Regions from separate parts of the Mus musculus genome. Here regions 1, 3, 4 and 5 are each linked to region 2. A link is a contact called in public promoter capture Hi-C data. All regions are on one chromosome and are shown on one strand. The core of a region is the stretch at or near the end of the contact, and the rest is flanking DNA. Distances in the headings are between cores, read along the strand shown. Region 1 holds the start of Tyw5 (tRNA-yW synthesizing protein 5). Region 2 holds the start of Fam126b (family with sequence similarity 126, member B). Region 3 holds the start of Fam117b (family with sequence similarity 117, member B). Region 4 holds the start of Cyp20a1 (cytochrome P450, family 20, subfamily a, polypeptide 1). Region 5 holds the start of Carf (calcium response factor).

Region 1 (4,272 bases), core at 1,505-4,004, 1.2 Mb before region 2:
CTCTTACCCCCTGAGCCATCTCACCAGCCCATAGTTTACTTCTAATAACTACTAGTATAATAGAATCCTATAGATACTGTCATATATTTAGAGAAATCTCTGCATAAATTCTTAAATACAAAATTGCTGGGCTAGAGAGATGGCTCAGTGGTTAAGAGCACTGACTGCTCTTCCAGAGGTCCTGAGTTCTATTCCCAGCAACCACATGGTGGCTCACAACCATTTGTAATAATGGGATTGGATGCTCTCTTCTGGTGTGTCTGAAGACAGATACAGTGTACTCATGTACATAAAAATAAATAAATCTTTAAAAAAAAAAAGAACCAAATAAATAAATATGAAATTGCTATAAGCCCAGTGACACACACGTAAGTAGGAGAGAGGTCTGTTGACAAGGAGTGCAATAGGAGAGGGTGGGGTGAGACTGAGTGATAGGAGTGAAAATGAGCAAAATTCATTATTTTCTGTATGGAACTGTCACTGAATTAAAAATCGCTCTGTTATAAAGTAAACATGTAGTTTGTAAGCCATATCAAGAGTTAAATCACTTGGTATAAACCAGTTGGCTGCTATGTCAATACACCCTCACCAAGGGCGAATTATCAAAGCTTCTTAACGATGGGCAACATATGTGGTCAAGAATTAGTTATCTCAGTACAGGAATGAATGACATGACTACTGATGAAAAACTGTTTTTTTTTGTTGATTTGCTTTGTTCCACTTCTAGCAGACTTACAGCAACTGAGGTGAGGTAGGAAGACAGGGAAATTTAAGGACATGGGATAGAAAGGTCCTCACCCTGCAGTCTAAAGTCTCTCACCAGCTGAGAGGTAAGAATTCAGCACAACTAGTCAGGATGTAATGGCACATACCTTTAATCCCAGCACTAGGGAGGCAGGTGGGTCTCTGTGAGCTTGAGACAGCCTGATCTACAGATCAGAATACCAGGGCAAGTAGGGCTACACAGAGATACCCTGTCTCCATAATAATAATAATTCCAGCACAATTAAAAAATCTTGCTGGGAGGTGGCCTACATGGAGGTATTTCTTTTTATAAGTAAGAATATTATAATAGTAACAAATCATGTCTAAGGCCAAAACGCATATGACCAGGTACGGCTTATCACCTTTCCTGTAAGATAGTTATTTTCTAGGATTCTCATGAGCAAGATTAAAGCTCCACCAGCAGTAAAAGACTTGTCTTTTTATATTTTGGGGGTTTTTTTGGTTTTGTTTCTTCTTTGTTTGTTTTTGAGACAAGATTTCTCCATGAAGCCCTGGCTGTCCTGGGACTTGCTCTGTAGATCAGGTTGGCCTGGAACTCAGAGATCTGCCTGCCTCTGCCTCCTGAATGTTGGGATTAAAAGCATGTGCCACCACTGACCTGTAAAAAAAGACACATCTTAACCTCCTTGTGCAATGTTAGTGAACCATGGTTTTACCTGATCAAACTATAGTATTAGCCCAAAGCATCTCTCTTGAAACATGAACTACAACTTCTTAGTAAACTTAAACTCTGCCTTATATTGACTCAATTAGAAATTCTTCTAGGGTCATCAGTAATCCTGTCTTCTCAAAGGAACACTTCAGGCTGCTCCAGCAGCATAGCGTAGCTGTAGCTACAGATCCTATCTTACTACCACTAATATACTTCAGAGACTTTTTCCCTTAGAATAATCGCCAGAATCCTTACTCTGTTATTCTGATACTTGGACTTTCTTGAAAAGTCCTGAGAGCAAACTTATTTTCTTTTCTTAAATCTAACTGCTTTCTGCTACTTCTTTCTTTAAAAACTAAAGGGAGCCGGGCGGTGGTGGCGCACGCCTTTAGTCTCAGCACTTCGGAGGCTGAGGCAGGCGGATTTATGAGTTCGAGGCCAGCCTTGTCTACAGAGTGAGTTCCAGGACAGCAAGAGCTATACAGTGAAACCCTGTCTCGGAAAAAACAAAACAACAAAACAAAACTAAAGGGCTTAATCCTTAATTATGATTCTGGCTTAAATCAAGGAATGACTTGTACCAGAGGAAACCTACGAGACGATTTCCATTGGTTTCCCTGTTGCAATCCTTCATTAGACTGAAATATCGAGTTTCAAAAATCTAATATCTCGAAATACTCCAGGGGCTGTTAGGACCAAGCAAGAGAAGGGCGAGGGATCCTGAACTAGACTTTAGGAAAAACTCCATAGAAAGGGAGCACGTGAGGTCAGAAAGCCACACGCGCGACCTCTCAGTGAGCTTCGTGCCACCCAGCTTTCTCCGGTCATCCTGCTCCCCAAAAATGTGGGGCCGTTTCTCTCCGGGGCTTTGAATTCCCGAGCAGGGCTACAGGTCCCTTCCGCTCACTCCCTTGACAGCAGAGCGCCTTCTCTTCCCCCGAACAATCTCTGGGTTGCAGGAGAGCAGATGGGCCGCCAGAAGGTACCGGGGTGTCTCCCCTGCCTTTCCGCGGCGGGCCTCCTCACCTGTGGATAAAGATGCTCCATGAACTGCTCCCGGGAGACGCCCCGCAGCCGGGGTACCGGAAGACGCTGCTCAGCCATGGTGAAATTCACAGGCCTGGGAATTTGGACGAGTTCTTCCACGCGTGATTTCCCCTGGAAACACTACTCCGGAAGAAATGGTCCGCGTAGGTGACTGACCCCAGAGGGCGGCGGCTGGTTCGAAGTGCGCACGGCGGGGAGCCCGAGGGCTTCGGCCTGGGCTGAGGGCTAACACAGCCGAAATGAGAGGACTCACCCGAGGCGGCGGCAGCGAGGCGGCCTTGGCTCCACTTCTCCAACCCCGGCGAGCTGGTTTCCCTCCGGCCTGCTTTCAGTACTGCACAGGCATGCAGAGGTGAAAGGTCACAAACATGGCGCTGGCCGCCCGTCTCCTACCTCTGCCCCTGCTTTCCCGGCCGCTGCCCGGCCCGGTCACCCGACTCCGGACTCTCGGTAGCACCGAGGTGAGGCTGACGCTGACTGAAATTTGCTGCCTGTGCCGCCGTCGCCTGGGCTCAAGCGCGGCTCCGATCCCTCGCTACACTCGGGCCTGGACAAGCCCTGCGTTGCGTTCCTGGAGCTCCCGAAGATCCCTTCTCGGCCGGGTAGAACATCCTCCAGCCCTCGCTTCTTTACCCGCTAGTCCCAGCCGCAGCTACAGCACCGAGGAGCAGCCCCAGCAACGCCAGAGAACCAGAATGATCATTCTGGGATTTTCCAATCCCATCAACTGGGTCCGGACTCGAATTTACGCCTTCCTTATTTGGGCCTATTTCGACAAAGAGTTCAGTATCGCTGAGTTCTCTGAAGGGGCGAAGCAGGTTTGTTTGCTCCCCTAACTGACCTCTCTGCCTCGTGCATTCAGCGTTTCCGTGATCAAGTGTTTAGCCATGAAGTTTCTTCATTGCGACCCGTGGTATCCAACGATGGTAGTGACCTAGACACTGAATCTTTCGGCCACTTCAGGACTTTAATAAGCTTCTAAGTGTGTTCGCATGGTCGTCAGGGAGGAGGGGTTCATTCAAGAAACTAGGATGAAGGCCTAAGTTCAAAGCCTGTTTGTCAGTGCCACTCTAAAATTAGTTAATCCTTTGGGTATGATTTTTCCAGAATTAGAAGATTAGAGAAGACAGTGCCTGGCACACATAGTAGGCACTTCATAAGTATTTGTTAAGTAAATCGAATGGAGTAAGTTATGGTGAGGAATAAGATAACACTGCCAAAGTAATAACATATCATTTCAGGTACAAAGGCAGTTTCCTACCAGCTGTTTGACAGATCTGAATTGCCTTCTGCATTCTCTACCTATATATTCTGTCAAGGATAAGAGTTTGCTGAGGCTGCTGGTCTACTTAGTGTCCAGGTCTAGCACACTGGTGATTCCTAGCTCTGACTTTGCCCATCGTGACCTTTCTGAATAGCAAGTGATGTTGCCTTAACAATGGTCACTTTGAATCTCAAGATCATTGACACAGTTTGTGTGTACATGCTTTTCTTTCCAGGAAGACTTTTTAAATCTCCTTTCATTTTCTTAGGTTGTCAGTCCCTAGCATTTCAAAACTGTTGATTAATACAAAGGTAGAAGTCATAGTTTATTCTCCAGTTCATACTGGAATAGACCATCAGGATAATAATTTAACAACATTGACTATATGCTGGTATTTTTAATTTTACTTCTGACTTATTCAGATTTTCCCCAATTCCTAGCCATTTATACCCAACTCATGTAGTTGTAAATGAGTTCTCAACTTCGTGTAATCTGGGGCAGTATTAACTCCTGTCTCCCTGGG
Region 2 (4,583 bases), core at 675-3,174:
TTCCCTACTCAAGTGTTCAATTTATGGCATTCTACAATGACACCTACTGGCCACTGAAAATCAACCATTAGTTCTCTCAAACAGAGTGGGCTGGTTACATAAGAGAGACACAGAAACACACATGCTCTCTCTTAAATCAAACTACCTAAAGGCAAATATTTGTTTTCAATATGTAAACACCGTATTTTTTGTATGTAAAGCACTATAGAATTTCACCTAAAGCAAAATGTAAGCTTTCTTTGTGACCAAAATACCATTATTCTTGTAAAAAGATAAAAGACAAGCAATAAAACACCAGTATCATTTAAATTTTTTTATTTAAAGCACTGACAAATACCTCAGTGTGCTGGACATTTCAAAACAAATACTAATGACCCATTTCTACTCAAACAATATTTTGAGAGAAAAATTCTAGCTTTATATGTATATGCATAAATGTTTATGTATATGTATGTTTATGTTATGTATATGTATAAATATTTATGTATAAATGATCAATAGTAGAAAAAGATTACATCTTAGAAAGTTTTTCTAACATGTAGTTAAATAACAAGCCCAGAAAGACAATATACTTCCTGGATACATTTGTCCTCATCGTCTAACTTGACGGCAGCATCTCAGGCCTCTTACATTTTAATAATTTATAGTGCTACTTTTTAAAGATATTTTTCCAATGAGTTATAAAAGTGCCCTTCCACAATATTCGCCGACAGGGATTTGTTTAGGACTGTATTTCACCATTCAAACCGTGGATTTAAAAGACTTTTCAAAACAAAATAGTTTTAAATTTGTACATAAATTTTATCTATGTCCATGACATTCAACGAACTTATTTTTTTAAGCCTAAGGCATAACTCACAACTAGCTTCCTAGACTTAACAAGGGAAATCACTTAAAAGTTGACACTCCTCTGCTAAGATTCCCAACTTATTTTCACAGTCCTTAACACTGGGGGCGAGTTGTCTACCAATTTACTGTTCATTTTCTAATCTACATTTATCTTCGTCTATAGATTTAAAAGGCTCTCCACTTTTCTGAAGGTTAAAGCCGCAAAGCAAATTCCTGTACTACAAAACACGAATCTGACAACATTCCTCTAAAGCTAACATCGTGTTGTCTCGCAACCAAAGTCCATATTTGGGATAAGCGCTTCGTGACTACTCTTGCCTTCACGCTGTCCTCCTCCTACAGACCCTGCCTCGGTAGAGAGAACGCTGGAGCCAACAAGAACAAAGTGCTCAGATACATCAATGGGTTGCAGAGCTCTTCTTCTACCAGGGTCAGTCGAGTTACTTGGAAAAATAACTGCCATGGGTTACATAATGTACAACCACCAATTTCTAGAGCTGACCACCAATAAATATCTTTCTTCTCCGCACCTCTCCCCATCCCAGCAAACGGCCCTAAGAACACCTAGGATTTCACGCAGGTGTCTGCAATACCACGTCCTTCTCTTACCTGAGGCTTCTTGCAAGACATCCCTTCAGCCCTCACTACCTGTGTCTTGCTCCCGCCTCCTTCCCGCCTCAGCCCGCGCCACCGACACCCTAACGCCCTTGCTAGGGCCCCAAGTTGCCCCACAACACTCATCCCCAAGCCGCCTCGGCAGACGCCTTCTCCTCACGACCCTCCCGAGCTTGCTCCCAGGTCTGCAGGGCTTCGGATCCAACAGTCCTGCTGCCTTCCCACTTCACCTTCGTCAGCTCCCGACTACGGCGTCCGAAGCCGGAGGAGAAATTCCTCTTCACCCGGCACCGTGCGCCCCCCCCCCCGCAACCCCCCCAAGACAGCACCGCCGCCTACCTGTCACCCCGCAGCCTCAGGCTTCCTACCGCCACCGCCACCGCCACCGCCTCCCGCAGCAGCCTGCCAACTGCAGCATAACAACCAGCCTTCTCATTGAGTGGGCCCACGCGCTTAATAACAACCGCTCTCATTGGCTGCGCTATGACTTTGGCCCGCCTCTCGGTGCTCCGCCTAAAGATTCCGTCCTGGAGCAAGACAAACACGGCTTTATCGTCCTTCTCCTCAATATCTTCTACCTCAAGCAGACTCCAGCTGCAAAGTGTGGGAAATAATCTCTACTTCCAGGCTCCTTCATGTCATCTCTACGTTGTCTGGGAGCCTTGCGCCAGTACCGGAACGTTTACCATCTCCCCCATTTTCCTGTCGTAAGAAACTAGAGGAAACAACGTCCGTTTCCGGTTGTCTCCGGCTGTAAGGTTGAATATTGAGTGTCCCGGGAGGTCAGATTGCTGTCAGGTAATTTAGGGAGCTGGTGGGAGACTTCTGGATTACGCATAATCTAAACTTTATCCAGGGAATGCAGAAGTGGAGAGGGCTGAAGGGATCCGATAAGACCGGGAGAAGATCCGGGATCTAGCTAGGGAGCGCCGCTGCAAGGTTCTTGCTGGGCTGTGTTGAGGCGGATGAAGGATGTCTTGAGAATTACGATGGTTGTTAAATCCCAGAGATGTTTTAAACCGCCGCTACCAGATGCAATGTACTCCTCGCCTCCTGGCTTTTTGGGTTGTATTTGAATAGGGTAAAGAACAGCTCAGACCCGAAAATACTTAAAACTAGAAGAAATAATTGCAACGGTTGCTTCACAAGCTTGTATTTTAAGTACGGTTTCCCAAATATAAGTGTTTACGACACAGTGCTTAAGTGAAAAAGAGCAAGTCACAAAATCAAGACTACTGCATAATCCTAGGATTAAGGATTGGATACTAAAGTAATAGCAGTTCATTTGTATTTTCCCATATTTTAATGGTCATCTCAGTTTTTAAATGAGGGAAATTTGAGATACACCCTTGAAAATCCCTGATAAACTGTAAAATTATATGTAATGGATGTAACATTCTTCTTCCTTAGGGAAAGCAAGTCAACATTTCCCCAGTGCTAGATAGAACAAGCCATCGTTAGTGAAGGTTGATCATCACCAAACTTTTGAGTTCACTTCTGACATAGGCAGATAGCATTTAAATTTTCCATAATTATGTGTTCATTCATGGTTGAATCCTTTTTTTTTTCTGTTCTTAAACGGACAGTTCTAAAGGTGAAATAATTTCCTGTTGTTGAGCCCTCAGTGCAGTAGAACTCGCTCATTCTGTGGAAGAGGAGAGAACCAGTTGGATTAGGTTGCCCTCTGACCTCTGCATGAACATCCACACACACACACACACCACACATGACTTTAAAGAAATACTCTTAAAAATAGGAGCCCAGCATGATGCACAGGCTTGTACTCCTGGCAGTTGGGAGACAGAGACAGAAGGAGTAAGAGTTCAAAGTTTCCCTGGCTACATACCAAGTTTGAGGTGAGACTGAGCTTTGTGAGACTGTCTCAAGTAAATAAACAATATTCTTGTAAGATAGGGGTGGCTCATACCCCAGTGATACAGTAATGTGTGCTTTATTTGGAAAAAAAAATCTAATAAACATATTCAATGTCATGCACATTCAGGAATTTCTCTTAAGAGATAACATCCAGTAGAAATGCAATGGAAGCCATATATGTAAAATTAAAATTTCTAGTAGACAGTAAAAGTAAAAAACAAATTCATCTAACCCAGTATGTTAAACATATTTAAGCCTGAAGCCTGGTGTGGTTGCCTTTAATCCTAGCACTTGGGAGGTAGAGGCAGGTGAGTCTCAGAGTTCAACACTAGTCTAGTATACAGAGCAAGTTCCCGGACAGGGCTACACAGAGAAACCTTCTCTTGAATAAATATGTATATTTATATATACTATTAATGAATTATTCTACATTTCATGCTGTCAAAAATGTATGTACTTTATATATGCAGTATATATGTATATGTGTATATATATATGTGTATATATATATATATATATATATATATATATATATACACACACATATATTGTTTTCATAAATATAAATACTTGGTCTGTATTTGTATTTTTAGGTTGAAAAACTACACTTGAAAAAAGTATTCATACACCCAGATAAGTCCAAATACACTTCAGTATTTTCTTATAATTGATTTAAGAGTTTGCTTTGATACTTGCTACTCTTCCAGAGGACCTTAATTGGGCTCCTAGCACCCACACCAAATGGCTCACAATCACCAACTATTTATTACTTCAGCTTCCAGGAATCTAATACCCCTCTTCTGGCATCCAAGGACACTCCCATGCACATCACACACACACATACCACAAATAAAATCTTTTTAAAAAGAATTTATTTTGAAATTTAAATTAATTAAAATTCCCAGTTCCTTAGCTCTTTAGCCACATTTTAAATGTTAAAAGCTACCAAATGAGACAGCACATATCCAGGAGAGGACTTGGTGGCCATACATATCTGAATGTCCTTTCTCCCACCACCCTTACCTCCGCACCCACCCACCCCCACCTTGATTTTTGAGACAGGGTTTCTCTGTGTAGCTCTGACTGTCCTGGAAGTTGCTCTGTAGACCAGGCTGCCCTCCAGCTCAGAGATCCTCCTGCCTCTGCCTCCTGAGTGCTGGGATTAAAGATGTGCGCCACCACGCCTAGCAAGTGCTCCATTTTCTAGGTCATGCCAGTTTCTTCAGAACATTGGTGCTCAGTTA
Region 3 (4,447 bases), core at 1,023-3,522, 1.3 Mb after region 2:
ACAAAGGAGACATCAGTCAGTTTTGAGTTCCAACTGGCCATGGTGGCATAAATCTTAATTTTCTTTTCTTTCTTTCTTTCTTTCTTTCTTTCTTTCTTTCTTTCTTTCTTTCTTTCTTTTTATTTTATGTTGAGTACACTGTAGCTGTCTTCAGACACACCAGAAGGCATCAGATCCCTTAGAGATGGTTGTGAGCCACCATGTGGTTGCTGGGAATTGAACTCAGGACCTCTGGAAGAGCAGTCAGTGATCTTAACCGCTCAGCCATCTCTCCAGCCCTATAAAGCTTAATTTTCAAGTGGTGGAGAAAAGAGGGATCAGGGATCTAAGACTGTCCTCAGCTACATAGTGAGTTTCAGGCTAGTCTGAACTATATGGGACTCTACCTGTTTAAAAAAAAAAGGAACTAAGCAACTAGCTTCAGCAGACCATGTTTTAACTATGCAAACCATTTTAACTTTTGATCTAATACAGCTTATCTGATGAAAACAGTTTTTTAGCTTAAAAAAAGGAGGCCTTTAGGTCAGTAACAAACAAAACAAATTATCAGAGAGCCTAGGATACCAGAATATATTTCAAAAGGAAGCCATTGGCCATTTACACTTGAGTAAGACAGAAAGACTTAGTAACAGAATGTCTTTACTTTTCTGAGGTCTTTTCTGAGGTTTTGTCTGTTGGGATGCACACATATATGTACAATGATGAATGAATGAATGAATGAATGAATGGAGAGAGACTGCTAGAAAAGGAGTTCTGAGAACTTCCTGCACAGCCTCTTCTCATCAAATCCTTGGTTAATATTTAGAACTGTCTGTAGCAGATGGTATTGCTTAGCTGCACCTTACAAATAAGAAACTTGTTTATGGACATACCTGAGATCACAGGCTATGTGGGGGATCTGACTGTCTCCAGGACCCTAGGAACCTATCTAACAGCTTTCTACAGGAACCCAATAGGGCTTGAGGCCTAGAACCTGTTACCAGAACCACCACGCCTTGGTTAAGGGATCTTTTTAGAATGTATAGCTATTAAAGCCATAAAGGGATTAAGGATGCCACGTGCAGTCTGCATGTCGACTTTTTAATTGAAGAGGAACCCGCGTATTATGATTACTTTAGAATTTCTTGCCTTTCAGAGAGTTCTTATGAAAGCCATGGAGACTTATTTTCTCCACCAGACTAAACTATGAATGGTGGGCCAATGAAACGGCTCAGTCTGATGCATGAGTCTGATTCCCTGCACAGACATGTTAGAAAAGAACAGGCTGTCCTTTGACCTCTACATGCATGCACATGCTTATTCACAAACCAGATACATAAATGTAATAAATAAATAAATAAATAAATAAATAAATAAATAAATATGGGTGGTGCACCCAGTTCTGTCTCAAATAGAGAGGAGCAAGTGGAGGCCACAGCACTTTATAAACTTGCATCTTTCTAAGGTATAAGGGAACTGTAAAGTAACTGATTAAATAAATTCTTTATTACTTGAGATCTATAAGGGTGGGGGCTAGTAGCAACACTACTCGATAACTGAACTTCACAGATACCATCTAAAGTTGCATTCTAACCTGCAAATATAATCGTTCTGATATTTGAATCTTTGTAGCGCCAAAAAGAAAAGAGAAGAAAGATATAAAATACCCTAGAATTAAAGTTCTTTTATTTTAGAGCCCTGCTCATAGGTAGATGGAATTAGGGCAGAACAAAAAGATTGGGGGGCGGGGGTGAGGGGAGTCTCCAAAGAGATGTGCGTACGTGTTAACTTACAGACACCACTGCTGTAAGGAAATGAGTTTCAGAGGGAAAGAGTCGGTTCAGACCATCCCCGGGGACACCGTGGTCCCGTACAGTCCGTCCCTTTGGCCAAATTCCCGGAGTCCCAGGGGCTCCCTCCAGCGGGAAACAGGGACGCGCGTGGCCGGGCGCGCGCCTACACGTACACGCACGTGTACACACACACACACGCACGCACACACGTCCGCACACGCACGCAACCCCCCCTCACCCCCCACCCCCGCATCCCTCTACACAAGCCACAAGCGTTCCCTCCGCACCCCTCCTCCTGCCACGGCCGGTTTCCTCCGCCGCCCGACCCCTCGGGGGCGGGCCTCTTTCTCTTTAAAGAGCAGAAGCAGCCTCGGGAGCCGAGATGCGCGCAGCCAATCAGCGAGGCCGAGTGGCTCGAGCGCGCTGACGCTACACCAATGAGCGGCGGCAGGGGGCGGGGACAACGGAGGAGACACTATTGTTGATGAGGAGCCGCGGCGGCGGCTGCATCACCTCGTCGGTGCCCGTCGCTGCCCGCGCGCCCCCTGGTCCTGAAGTCAGGCTACGTCACCCGCTGGCTCAGGCCTTCCCTCGGGCCCCGAGCAGCCGGTCCCCGCCGCCCAGCACCCCCGGCCGCCGTCTCTGGGGCGGGGGGACCATGTCCCAGCGGGTGAGGCGCAATGGGTCTCCCACGCCCGCCGGCGCCCTCGCGGGTGGCGCGGTCGGCCCGCCCGGGGGCCCTGGGAGCCGCCTGCAGCCCATGAGGGCGACGGTGCCGTTCCAGCTGAAGCAGCAGCAGCAACATGGCAGCCCCACGCGGGGCGGCGGCGGCGGCGGCAACAACGGAGGCAACGGAGGCGCCTCAGGCCCCTCGGGCGGCGGCGGCAGTGGCGGCCCGCGCACCGCCTCACGCAGCACCAGCCCCACGCGCGGCGGCGGCGGCAGCGCGGCGGCGCGTACCAGCCCCACGGTGGCCACGCAGACGGGAGCGTCCGTGACGTCCACGCGCGGTACCAGCCCCACGCGCGGCACGGCGCCTGGGGCCCGAAGCAGTCCTCCGCGCCCGCAGCCGCCACCGCCCCTGCTGGGCACCGTGTCGTCGCCCAGTTCGTCGCCCACCCACCTGTGGCCGAGCGAGGTGATTGCGGCCCCACCCTCCGCCCGCGTCCGCCACCGGAGGAGGTCCCCAGAGCAGGGCCGACCCTCGGCGGAGAAGAGGAGCCCCAGCGCCCCGGTGTGCAAAGCAGGTACGTGGAGGACAGGGGTCCTGTGCCGCCGAGTGGGGACTGCAGCGCTCCGGTGGGGCGGGGCGGGGCGGGGCGGGGCGTGCGGTCCGCCACCCCTGCGTCTTGCCCGTGCGGGTCTCCGCCGTGGAGGTGCGGCCGCTAACCTTGGGCCTGGGCTCAATTTGTGGAAATCATAAACCCTGGGGTTTGGCCTTGCGTCGCTACTGCTGGGGCTGGTCCTGTCACTTTTGGTGACGCGGTTAATGCTTGCAAATAGCACTTGTGTGCTGCTTAGTGTTTCTGTTCCACAAAACAGTTTCGGATCTGGAGGACTGAATGCATCAGCAAAGGCGGATTTGGATCATTGAAGAGTTGTGAAGCTGGGAGCAGTTTTTGCATTTCGTAAGACTTAATGAGTAGCAAGAAGGGAGAAGTTAAGCAAGATTGCTTTGGGGTGTGTGCATAGGTCTATGTATGTGTTTACACATATACGTAAATGGTAGATAGCTAGCCTGAGGGTCTGAGTGTGTTTCTGAGATACTGGTTTTATTTCTCTTAGACTTATTCTTTGCTTCCCGCACCCCCCCCCCCCCAACACTCTCACTACCGCTGGCTGACCTGGAACTTGCAGTGTAGACCAGGCTGGCCTTGATCTGCCTGCCTCTGCCTTCCTAGTGCTGGGATTAAAGGCCTGCCCATTTTGTTTTGCTTTGGTTTTTTATGTTTATTTTTTATTTTTTGTTTGCGTTTTGAAACAGGCTCCCTGTAGCCTCATCTGGTCTGTAACTCACCATGTAGATAGGTTAGCCTCACCAACTGCCTCTGCCTTCTGAGTGCTGGAGTCAAAAGCATGCTACTTTGCCAGGCTACAAAATGCTTTTAAAAGATGTTAAGAGGATTCCCTCCCTTCAATAATGGGCAAGTGGTTTTCATACACGACCTCATTTTAGCTTTCATATTTTCCTTTAGATGGGTTAAGAACAAGTGGTGACAGGTGAGCTTTGACTCTGCTTGTATGCCACAGAGAACAAGTCTTCAAATTAGATCAAGGGAGCAACTTCTAATGTATAAGAGAACGTCTGAGAGATACATTGCACACCAAAATTACATGCATGCTGGACAAGATTTCTGCAGTTTGCCATTGAGTTTCTGGAGCTAGGATAGTGCATCTGGTGTCTGGTAGATGAGCTGCTTAAGTGGGCAGTAGACAAGGAAGGAGACTGGGCCCCTCAATCTGATAACAGAATTTTAAAGAGTTGATTTGCAACACACCCTGAGGAGAACTTGATTAGGGTAAACAGTCAAATGTGAAGGAGGCTTTATTTCCGGGGACATTGGGCTCCTTGTGTGCTCATTCATATTTTCCAAAGGCACCCCCTCCCCCACTCCCCACCCTCCAAAACCAGAAAAAAACGGAGTAGTTACTCTTAAACTAGGTGTGAGGGATAC
Region 4 (4,326 bases), core at 34-2,533, 1.8 Mb after region 2:
AGCTCTTGCTGTGTGAGGTGGCCCATGCCTAAAATTTTAGCGACTTGTAAACTAAGACAAAATCAAACGTTTGAGGCCAACTTGAGCAATGTAGACAGCTTTGTCCCAAGACAGGAAAAAATGTGATTTCCAATCGACGAAATCTTGAGTGGAAGTATTGTTACAGCTTCAAAAAGATATGGCATGTTTTCAGTGAGGTATGATTCCTTCTTAAGCAGTAGTCATTACAGGAGCTCTAACTGCAATTCCAAATGACATGCCAAACGGTATCAAGAAAATTTGATATTCAAGCTATAAAATCTATAAATTGTTTTAGGATGCTTTCACTAAATGTAGTGCCAATAAGTATCAGGCTTTACCTTATACTAACCCATGTTAAAATTTCTGAGTTGGATAGAACAGAAGGATCTCAAATTACAGTAATGCTCTGACCAAGCAATGTTTGAAAAACATAAGCACACAACATTGCTTTGCCAGTGCTCAGTGCTTCCTAGAACGCCCAATAGTACCCTCCACTGGCTACTCTATATGGTATTATTTTGAATGAATTGATTTTGATTTAATGAGGCAGGAGCTCAGGTAACCTAGGAATTGGTTATGTAGTTGGAAATGACTAAACACTTGATTTTCTTGCCTCCACCTTCTGACGCTGGGATTACAAATGTGTGCCAACCAGCCAGGTTTATGTGGTGCTGGGGACTGAAGCCAGAACTTTGTACTAGAAAAGCAATCTACCTCCCCAGCCTCTGGTTTTCAGTTTTCCATAGAAGAAAATGGAGCTTGCTAAATTCAAGGAATTTATTGCAAATTATCAGTAACAGAAATCCTACCCACTGTCTGCCACCGTGGCCAGAAATCCTACCCAATGTCTGCTACCGTGGCTAACGCCTTTAATTCCAGCACCAGGAAGGCATCTATTAGTCAGAGGCCAGCCTGGTCTACATAGTTCCAATCTAGACAGGGATACATAGTCAGATCCTGTCAAAACACAGAAACCAGCCACGTTCACTGGAGCGCTTTTGAGCAATAAGGAGCATCTAACGGTGCCTAGCTCTTCAGCCATGCATGCAGGTGTCCAGGTGAGACTGGCTTCGGTTGTGAGTCCTACTTAAATGTACTTAAGTCTACTTTGTGCAAGCGGACTGGTGTCGCACGCAGCTTGATTCTAGCCAGGCCAGGGTGGGACCCGGGCCTGGAGGTTTCCTTGTGGCCTGTGAGTCGCCAGCAGACCAAGGGTGACGCCCAGCACGGGCGTGGCGGGGCGACCGCGGCTCCTATTCGCCGACCGCCTGAGGCCACCTCCCTCCCCAGCTGCGGGCGCCACCACGGAGCTCACGGCCGAGGACCGCGCGGGCGGGCGAGAGGAAGCATGCTGGACTTCGCCATCTTCGCCGTGACGTTCCTGCTGGCGCTGGTGGGAGCGGTGCTGTACCTCTACCCGGTAACTCCCAACTCGGGTTTCGGGGGTGCGCCTGCGCCGCGAGGACCTGGGCGGGCGGTCGGCCGGGAGCGCTTGCGGAAGAGCCACGTGGCTCCGCCCCGGCGTGCGTTCCCCGTGCGCATGAGTGCTGTGGTCGCTGAGCTGTGGTCCTGGGCGGGTCCCTCATTCTCCCTGTCCCGGACGGGTTTTGGGAGGTGGCGATCAATTCATTACCTTGGGTGACTTTGGAGACATTGACTTCTTCGAGCCCCAATCCCATTTGCTTCTACATCAGGGGAGAAACTCCTTCCATCTTTTCCTAGCATCCCCCTGCATATGCCCCGGCACCGTTGTTGGAATGGGCGAGCTGAGCTCCCCAACCCAAACTTTGTCCACCTGTCCTTTTCAGAGGGGAACCTCTCAAAACTCCGGAGTTACTGTTAAGGAACTTCCTTAAAGTGTATTGTATAAAGCTGGGCGTTGCATACATCTGTAATCCCAGCCCGGGGTGAGGAGGATGGGGTGGGAGCTCAAAGCTCACCCTGGACTACATCAAACCCTGTCTTTAAAAGAATATGTATGTACAAAGTGTGGTGGATTTATGGAAAAGTGGAAAGGTAGTGAACAGCCCCGGGTAGATGAATGGTGATGGAGATGCCCCTTAGAAGTGTCCTGTTCTGAGTTAGTGGTTGATTAGACTAATATAGAAACCACATACCTGAACTCCTGAGAAACAAAACACTGATATGAAGAAGTTGAGAGCTCAGGCCTTTCAAGAATAAGAGGACTGTGTCCTAGCCAACTGGAGCGAATGTAAAACCAGACCGGGAAGACAGATGGGTGTAAATGGCTGAAAAGCTATTCAAAGGACTTTTAAGTCTGCGTTCTACTGGAGGATTTCAATGGATAAGTGGCTATTTTAGTTTAAAGGAAAACTGGGAATGCTGTGTTGGGCCTGTAATCATAGCACTTGGATGGTGGAGGCAGGAGAGTTCAAGGGTTTCTTCCAAAATGGACCTGAGTTCTAGGCCAGTCTGGATCACATGAGCCCTTGTCTTAAATTTTAAAATTTGTATACTAGAAAAAAAATTAAAAATATATGTGGCAAAAAAATGTCTTCAATTCATTCCTTTTAAAAAATGCAAATCTTGGAATCAAGGGATTTTCAGCTTTAAAGGAGAACTTTAATTTGCAGGCTGGCCGTGTCTAATTCCCAGACACTCTGGGAGCTCTGGTGGGAGGATTGTAAGCTTGAAGCCATCTTGGGCAATGAATGTTGTGAGACCCCACTTCAGAACAATCCTAATATTATTAGTAAAGTTTTCTGATAGTCGTCCCGCTACTGTGTTAAGAACGGACTGTAATTATGGGGCTGAGGCAAGGGTGGGGTTAGAGAGAGTAGGCGGAAAGATAACTGCTGTCATTTTGGTGAGAGATGGTGTGTGCTTGAACCCCAGTGTCATAGCACATGGTGAGAAATACAACATTGTTAAGATAAAGCCAGTGAGACGGGATATAAAACTCGAGGCTGAAAGAAGCTGGAAGAAAAACACTTCTGGGGGTGGAGATGGGGACTGGCAGATAGAAGAATGGATTTCCCCATGGAATGTGAAGATTTTGTTTAGTTTGTATCTTGGTGGGAAATTAATGAGGTTTCATAGAGATCAGAAGTTTGGGGTTACGTGAGCCAGGTTTAAGATGCCTGTTTGACATCAAGTGAGACAAAATCAAGTACAAAAGTCTTGAGGTTTAAGGTTAAAAAACCAGACTGGAACAGTTTGGGAACTGCCAGTGTATATATTGTATCGAAGCTAGGAAGTTTGTTCCAGTCTCCTAGAAAATTTAGATGTAGGAAAGAAGAGGTCCAAGGACTAAGCCCAGAATTCTCCATATTAGATAGAGGCTGAAGAGAGGAGTTGGGGTAAGGGAGGGGAGGACCGTAAAGACCCCTGGGGAGGAGCAGTCGGACCCGACAAAGGCAAAGAGTCATCCATTGAGTCAAGTGTGGCAAAATATGCCAAGGAAGCTCAGGCTGGAGAATTCAGGAGTATTGATAATCCAAGATGAGCGGCTCCTCAGTGGGATGATGAGGTGATGGCCGAGCTGGAGTGTACCGCAAGGTCCTAAGGATGCAGAATTCTGTAGAGTTTTGCCCTACTCCCTAACAATTCATTCAGCCCTTAGAGTGGTTCGTATCCCCAATGCGACTGATGAAAAACCTAGGTTTTCATTTATCAATTGGAGATAGGGTTTGGGTTAGGGAAGGGAGTTTGTGTCCACTTCTCTCAGCACTGGAACCCATCTGATGCTGGCCATGGCCAAACGACCTTCTGTGAGTCGTTTGTGCATTGGCCCTGCTATGTTTAGAAAGCCTTGTGTCTCTGGTTTCCTTCAGACCCTTTGGCACTTAAAATCTTTCCATTTCCTCTTCTGAAAAGTTCACTGAACCTGAGGGGAGTGATTTGATGGGGACATCCTGTTTAGGATGAAGTATTCCAGGATCTCTCACTCTCTGCATTGTCTGGCTGTGGCTCTGTGTATTTGTTCCCATCTGCTGCAGGAGAAAGCATCTCTGATGATGGCTGGGCAAGGCACTGATCAGTGTGTATAACAGAATGTTGTTACTCATTTCATTGTTTTGTTCCTTGAGCAGAACAGGAGTTTTTTGGCTTTCTCAGGCACCCAGACCTGCTTAGTCTCAGGTTTTTGTCCAGTGTCAGGAATGGGTTCCATTTCATGGCATGGGCCTTAAATTCAAATCTTGCAAGCCAGTCATCATTGTAGATCAAAGGGATTGTAGCTGGATTGGTGTTTATCTTTCTCTTTGGCAGCAGGCAGAGCTCCTTCCAGTACGCTGAACACTAGGTCGGTGGGGGTGAAGGTTCCAGGTGGGCACCAGCTTGACT
Region 5 (4,133 bases), core at 728-3,227, 1.5 Mb after region 2:
ATATATATATATATACACACACACACACACACACACATATATATATATATATATATTTTTTTTTTTTTTTTTTTTTTTTGGTTTTTCGAGACAGGGTTTTTCTGTATAGCCCTGGCTGTCCTGGAACTCACTTTGTAGACCAGGCTGGCCTCCAACTCAGAAATCCACCTGCCTCTGCCTGCCGAGTCGTGGAATTAAAGGCGAGCGCCATTATACATGTATCACCAGCAACGTTGACATCTATATGACTTATTAATATATAGACACAGAAGTACACACATACAAATATATACACACAGTCCTTGTTTTATCAACTAGAGAGAAGCCAAGGTCCTCTGAAATGAGGAAATTCCCTTATAGTGGTTGTCTGCAGGCAAGTCTGCGGGAACATTTTCTGGACTAATAACTGATGTAGGAGGAACCAGCCCACTGAGTAGAGCCACCCTGTATTTTAAAAGCAAACTTAGCTAGCTAGCCATTGGGAGAGCAAATGCAGCTTGCCCCCACCCCCACCCCTCACCTCTGGTTTCTGCTTCAGTTCCTGCCAGGAGTTCCTCCTATCTTGGCCTCCTCTGAGATGACTGTAACCCTTTCCTCCCCAAATTGCTTTTTGTCAGTGTTTTATCACAACAAGAGAAACCTAAGTTGGACACACTCACACAAAATACACCTAATCAAATCGGACACTGAATTGGCTTCATTCTAATTAAAAAAACAGCTCTACAAACTCCATAGCCAGTTTCTAGTCTGTTTGGGGGGGGGGGGGGGATGAAGTTGTGCTTTCAGAAACCACGAGACACCGTTAACGGACAAGCCTGTTCAACTCTCAAATTACTGACATGATGTGTGCAGCATGCAGAAAGCAAACGTGAAGCCCTGGTCCTCCACACACGTCAAATTATGAAAAGCTCATGAAAGTGGGTAGAAAACGGAGATTTAAGAAGACGTGAACACCGCTTCCAAATGAGACAGGGCAGAAGTGCGGGGCACGTGAAGGGGAAGGCGAATGAAGTCTTTTTTATTTTTTTCTATCAGTCAGCTTATCTTATTTGCAATAAATTCTTTTAATTGTAGCCATTATAATTATTAAAGTTCTTTCAACTTTGATTTACTAAAACCTTGTCCGTTTCTTCTTTAATGTATATCCCCAGTCAAAACAGCAAGGATCAAATCGAAGGAGTCTTCAAACGAGATCGGCTCCTGGAAGACAGGGACAGAAGCTGGAACCCTTACTTACTTCTTGTTCTCGCTGTAGAAACGTGCCTGGAGTTGTGCCATGGCTGAATATACACACGAGACTTCTCCACGAAAATGTGTGCGTTGATAATCAAGCAGCTCTAAGGTAGACTGCGCCGCAAGCGCAGCAGGAGCTAGGCTTCAGTTAGCTCCCTCAGGTTCCTACAGAACATACCACGAGGTTCGATTTCCACCAGCGCCCAGCCCGCACACATCAAGTACCTATTCCGAGATTTAGGAAACATCGATTAGTCAAGCGTAGTCCTAAAAGCATCCAGTCCCCTTAAGACTTTTGTTTCTTATCTATCTAGATTCGTAATCTATTAGGAAAATAAAGAAAATAACTAGCTTGAGCCAAATTTTAAGCGTGTCTTTAGACCCAGACCCTTTAGACTCAGCGCTCAGATACTACAAACCCCAGAAGGGAGCGCGTTTCAGACCCTCTGAACACTGGGAGTTGTAGGCTTTATTTATTTTGCCACACCGCATTTAGGGTCTCATATCTGCTTTTAATACTCCTTTCTCCGGGCAGATATTACACTTCCTGCTTCTTTATTCTGAGTGACAAAGGTCCCATCTGTTCGTCTTGTGTGCACTGTTCCAACAGCCAAATTCGGCCGAGACCATGTGTTCTTACCTCTGGCTTCAGAGCGGAAACTCGGGAAAGGAGAACGAGTCGGAAGGGAACTGGGCGACGGTGGCTGAGAAGGGTCTAATCTGATGGACCTGCGCTGCGCCTCCAGGAGGGGTGCGCCTGCGCATTGTGCTGGTCTCCACGGCGCGGCCTCGGAGCCAAGACGAGGTTGAGTAGTCTCGTTTTGAATTTTCTCCCTTCTGCTTACGGCGGACTCCCCTCTCGCGTTGTGGGGCTCGCTGCGGCGGCAGGGTTGGGGGAGCCGGAGGCCTGGCAGAGCTGTCTGTGCCCAGCGACCGGACGCTCCCTCCCAACCTCCCTTCGTCCCCCTGCCGCCTCCTCCCGTCACCTCCTGACCCTCCCGGGCTGGGAGCAACCGCCGGCCCCCGCCCCCGGCCGTCGCCGGACGCCGCTGTGCGCTGTCCCTGCGCCCTCGTCCGCCTCCACGGCGGCTCCTTCGCCGTGGGCCCGGGAGGGGCCCCGCGGCCGGGAGAAGGCAGGCTGCCGCAGGGGGAGGCGAGGTGTCTGTCCCGCAGAGGGTGCGGAGCCCGAGAACGCACCACCGCCACGGAGCATCCGAGTCCTGGGCCGGAGCGCCCGCCCGAGAGGGGCCTCTCCCCTCCTTTCCGAGTCTGACGTTTAGAAAAGTGTCCTCTGCACCTTCTCCCCTGCTTTCGGGCTTCTTTTATTATTATTATTATTATTAATTATTAATTATTTTTTTAATCTTGATGTCACTCAAAGGCTTGTCTCGGTCTCAATGGTCTCGATTATTACTCTAGTTATTTTCCTGAGTGGAGAATAGATGGGGGCTATTACTCTTAAGATCCCAAAGTCACTTTTTTAAGGCATTCGTCTGAAAACCTCCGGGGGTAGGGTGGGGTACAGGGACACACTACTCTGAGACAGCAATTTAGAGTCAGGCAGAACTGGATTGCAAAATGTGTTGGCTTAGCGGTATGAGTGAACCAGTGAATATGGTGAGAGGTTTTCTATATGTCGCCTAATTAAATTTAAATCCGTAGAAAACTAGAAGTTATCTAGTCAGTTGGAGGCGAAAACAATCATTTGTTAAGTGGACAACGACCCAAAAAGCATGACTGTTCTCAGTTTATTCATTTTACAGAATTGCATGCCCCATTACAGGAATGCCTGAATTTGATTCTACCTGTTACTTAACCTCTGTGCCACACTAAGATTAGCTGTGACAATTTAATGTCGCATAAGAAGCACTCAGAAAATGTTAACTATTTTTCTCATAAGAGCTACCAATAGAAGTTTTTACCACTGATGTAGGTGGAGGCATAAAATGAGAAAAACCTCTGCCCAAAATACAGGGAAAAAAAATTTCCTTGTTCAGATTGGGTTTGCTGATAACAGTGTTACCAGACGAATTAACTATTGAATTTTTACTGATAACATATAACTAATTAAAACATCATTTTAAACTTCCTTTAGTTTGGACTTAACAGATTAACAATACATTTGGAAGACAGTACATTTTTAAAATCTTAATTCGAGTGGAAAACTATGATTAGGAAGATATAGAACAGGAATTACTCAGAGTTCAGTTTGCAAAGCACACATCTTGAATTCACTAAAATATATTTTTATTTAGCTAAGGTATTTAGTTAAGGGAAGATAAGTGACTAAGAATACCTGGGACGAGCTTTTTTCAATAGTCACTTACATGTCTTAGCTGGTATGGCTTGCAGGCGTTACCTAGATAGCTAATGCTAGAGTGTTGGTTCTCTTAATTTTAGCTTATATCAACTGCAGACTTCTGGGATTCATTTATTGGGGTCCTCATGAAGACTCAGTGTTATCTGGAACAAGATTTCTTTTTCTTAACAGTCTCTTGGTGTTTGTTTATTTGTTTTTTGATATTAGGGATTTTTTTATTTGTTTGGTTTGGGTTTTTGAGGTTTTATGTTTTTGTTTGAGACTGGGTCCCTATGTAGTCCAGTATGGATTTCAATTGACTATGTTTCTCCAGATTAGCTTTGAATTCTAGGCTCACCTATTTCTACCTCCTGAATACTGGGATTATACCTGCCTGCAGCCAACCACACTTGCTTGTTGCTTGTTTTGAACCTTGAGTCTAACATTCTGGAATTAATCTCAGGGCTTTGTGTGTCCTAGACCAACAGTCTGCTGCTTAGCTATATCATGGCCCACGCTCTGGGATTTTAAGAGAATTAGCCTAGTTTCTTTTTATCCATGGGGTTTGTGTTCCTCAGTTTTGGTTACCTGCTGCCAATAT

The links. Promoter capture Hi-C pulls out the DNA fragments that hold promoters and counts their contacts.
Region 1: a contact with region 2 is called in a promoter capture Hi-C map of pre-B cells, with 7 times the contacts expected there. The contact joins the promoter of Tyw5 here to the promoter of Fam126b in region 2. A contact is called at or near these places in 9 of 39 promoter capture datasets (the 3T3-L1 cell line, 3T3-L1-derived adipocytes, the HPC-7 cell line and 5 more), 2 of 484 Hi-C or Micro-C datasets (embryonic stem cells and pre-B cells) and 1 of 9 other capture datasets (adipose tissue).
Region 3: a contact with region 2 is called in a promoter capture Hi-C map of liver, with 4 times the contacts expected there. The contact joins the promoter of Fam117b here to the promoter of Fam126b in region 2. A contact is called at or near these places in 4 of 39 promoter capture datasets (hippocampal neurons, liver and pre-B cells).
Region 4: a contact with region 2 is called in a promoter capture Hi-C map of pre-B cells, with 4 times the contacts expected there. The contact joins the promoter of Cyp20a1 here to the promoter of Fam126b in region 2. A contact is called at or near these places in 2 of 39 promoter capture datasets (hippocampal neurons and pre-B cells).
Region 5: a contact with region 2 is called in a promoter capture Hi-C map of liver, with 6 times the contacts expected there. The contact joins the promoter of Carf here to the promoter of Fam126b in region 2. A contact is called at or near these places in 2 of 39 promoter capture datasets (liver and pre-B cells) and 1 of 115 datasets of contacts at active chromatin or transcription factors (astrocytes).

What each region holds. Positions count from the first base shown.
Region 1 is chr1:57,403,920-57,408,191 of GRCm38.p6, forward strand. Tyw5 (tRNA-yW synthesizing protein 5) reads right to left here and starts at 2,755. Exons shown (of 8, transcript NM_001037742.2): 1 at 2,465-2,755. The coding sequence starts at 2,542. Maip1 (matrix AAA peptidase interacting protein 1) reads left to right here and starts at 2,347. Exons shown (of 5, transcript NM_001081181.3): 1 at 2,347-3,303. The coding sequence starts at 2,854.
Region 2 is chr1:58,584,409-58,588,991 of GRCm38.p6, forward strand. It overlaps Fam126b (family with sequence similarity 126, member B), which reads right to left and starts at 1,925. Exons shown (of 13, transcript NM_001310598.1): 1 at 1,804-1,925. Ndufb3 (NADH:ubiquinone oxidoreductase subunit B3) reads left to right here and starts at 1,989. Exons shown (of 3, transcript NM_025597.3): 1 at 1,989-2,262.
Region 3 is chr1:59,910,734-59,915,180 of GRCm38.p6, forward strand. Fam117b (family with sequence similarity 117, member B) reads left to right here and starts at 2,273. Exons shown (of 8, transcript NM_001037725.3): 1 at 2,273-3,019. The coding sequence starts at 2,431.
Region 4 is chr1:60,342,017-60,346,342 of GRCm38.p6, forward strand. It overlaps Cyp20a1 (cytochrome P450, family 20, subfamily a, polypeptide 1), which reads left to right and starts at 1,284. Exons shown (of 13, transcript NM_030013.3): 1 at 1,284-1,441. The coding sequence starts at 1,370.
Region 5 is chr1:60,096,270-60,100,402 of GRCm38.p6, forward strand. Carf (calcium response factor) reads left to right here and starts at 1,978. Exons shown (of 16, transcript NM_139150.5): 1 at 1,978-2,038. It overlaps Wdr12 (WD repeat domain 12), which reads right to left and starts at 1,638. Exons shown (of 13, transcript NM_021312.5): 1 at 1,238-1,638. The coding sequence starts at 1,278.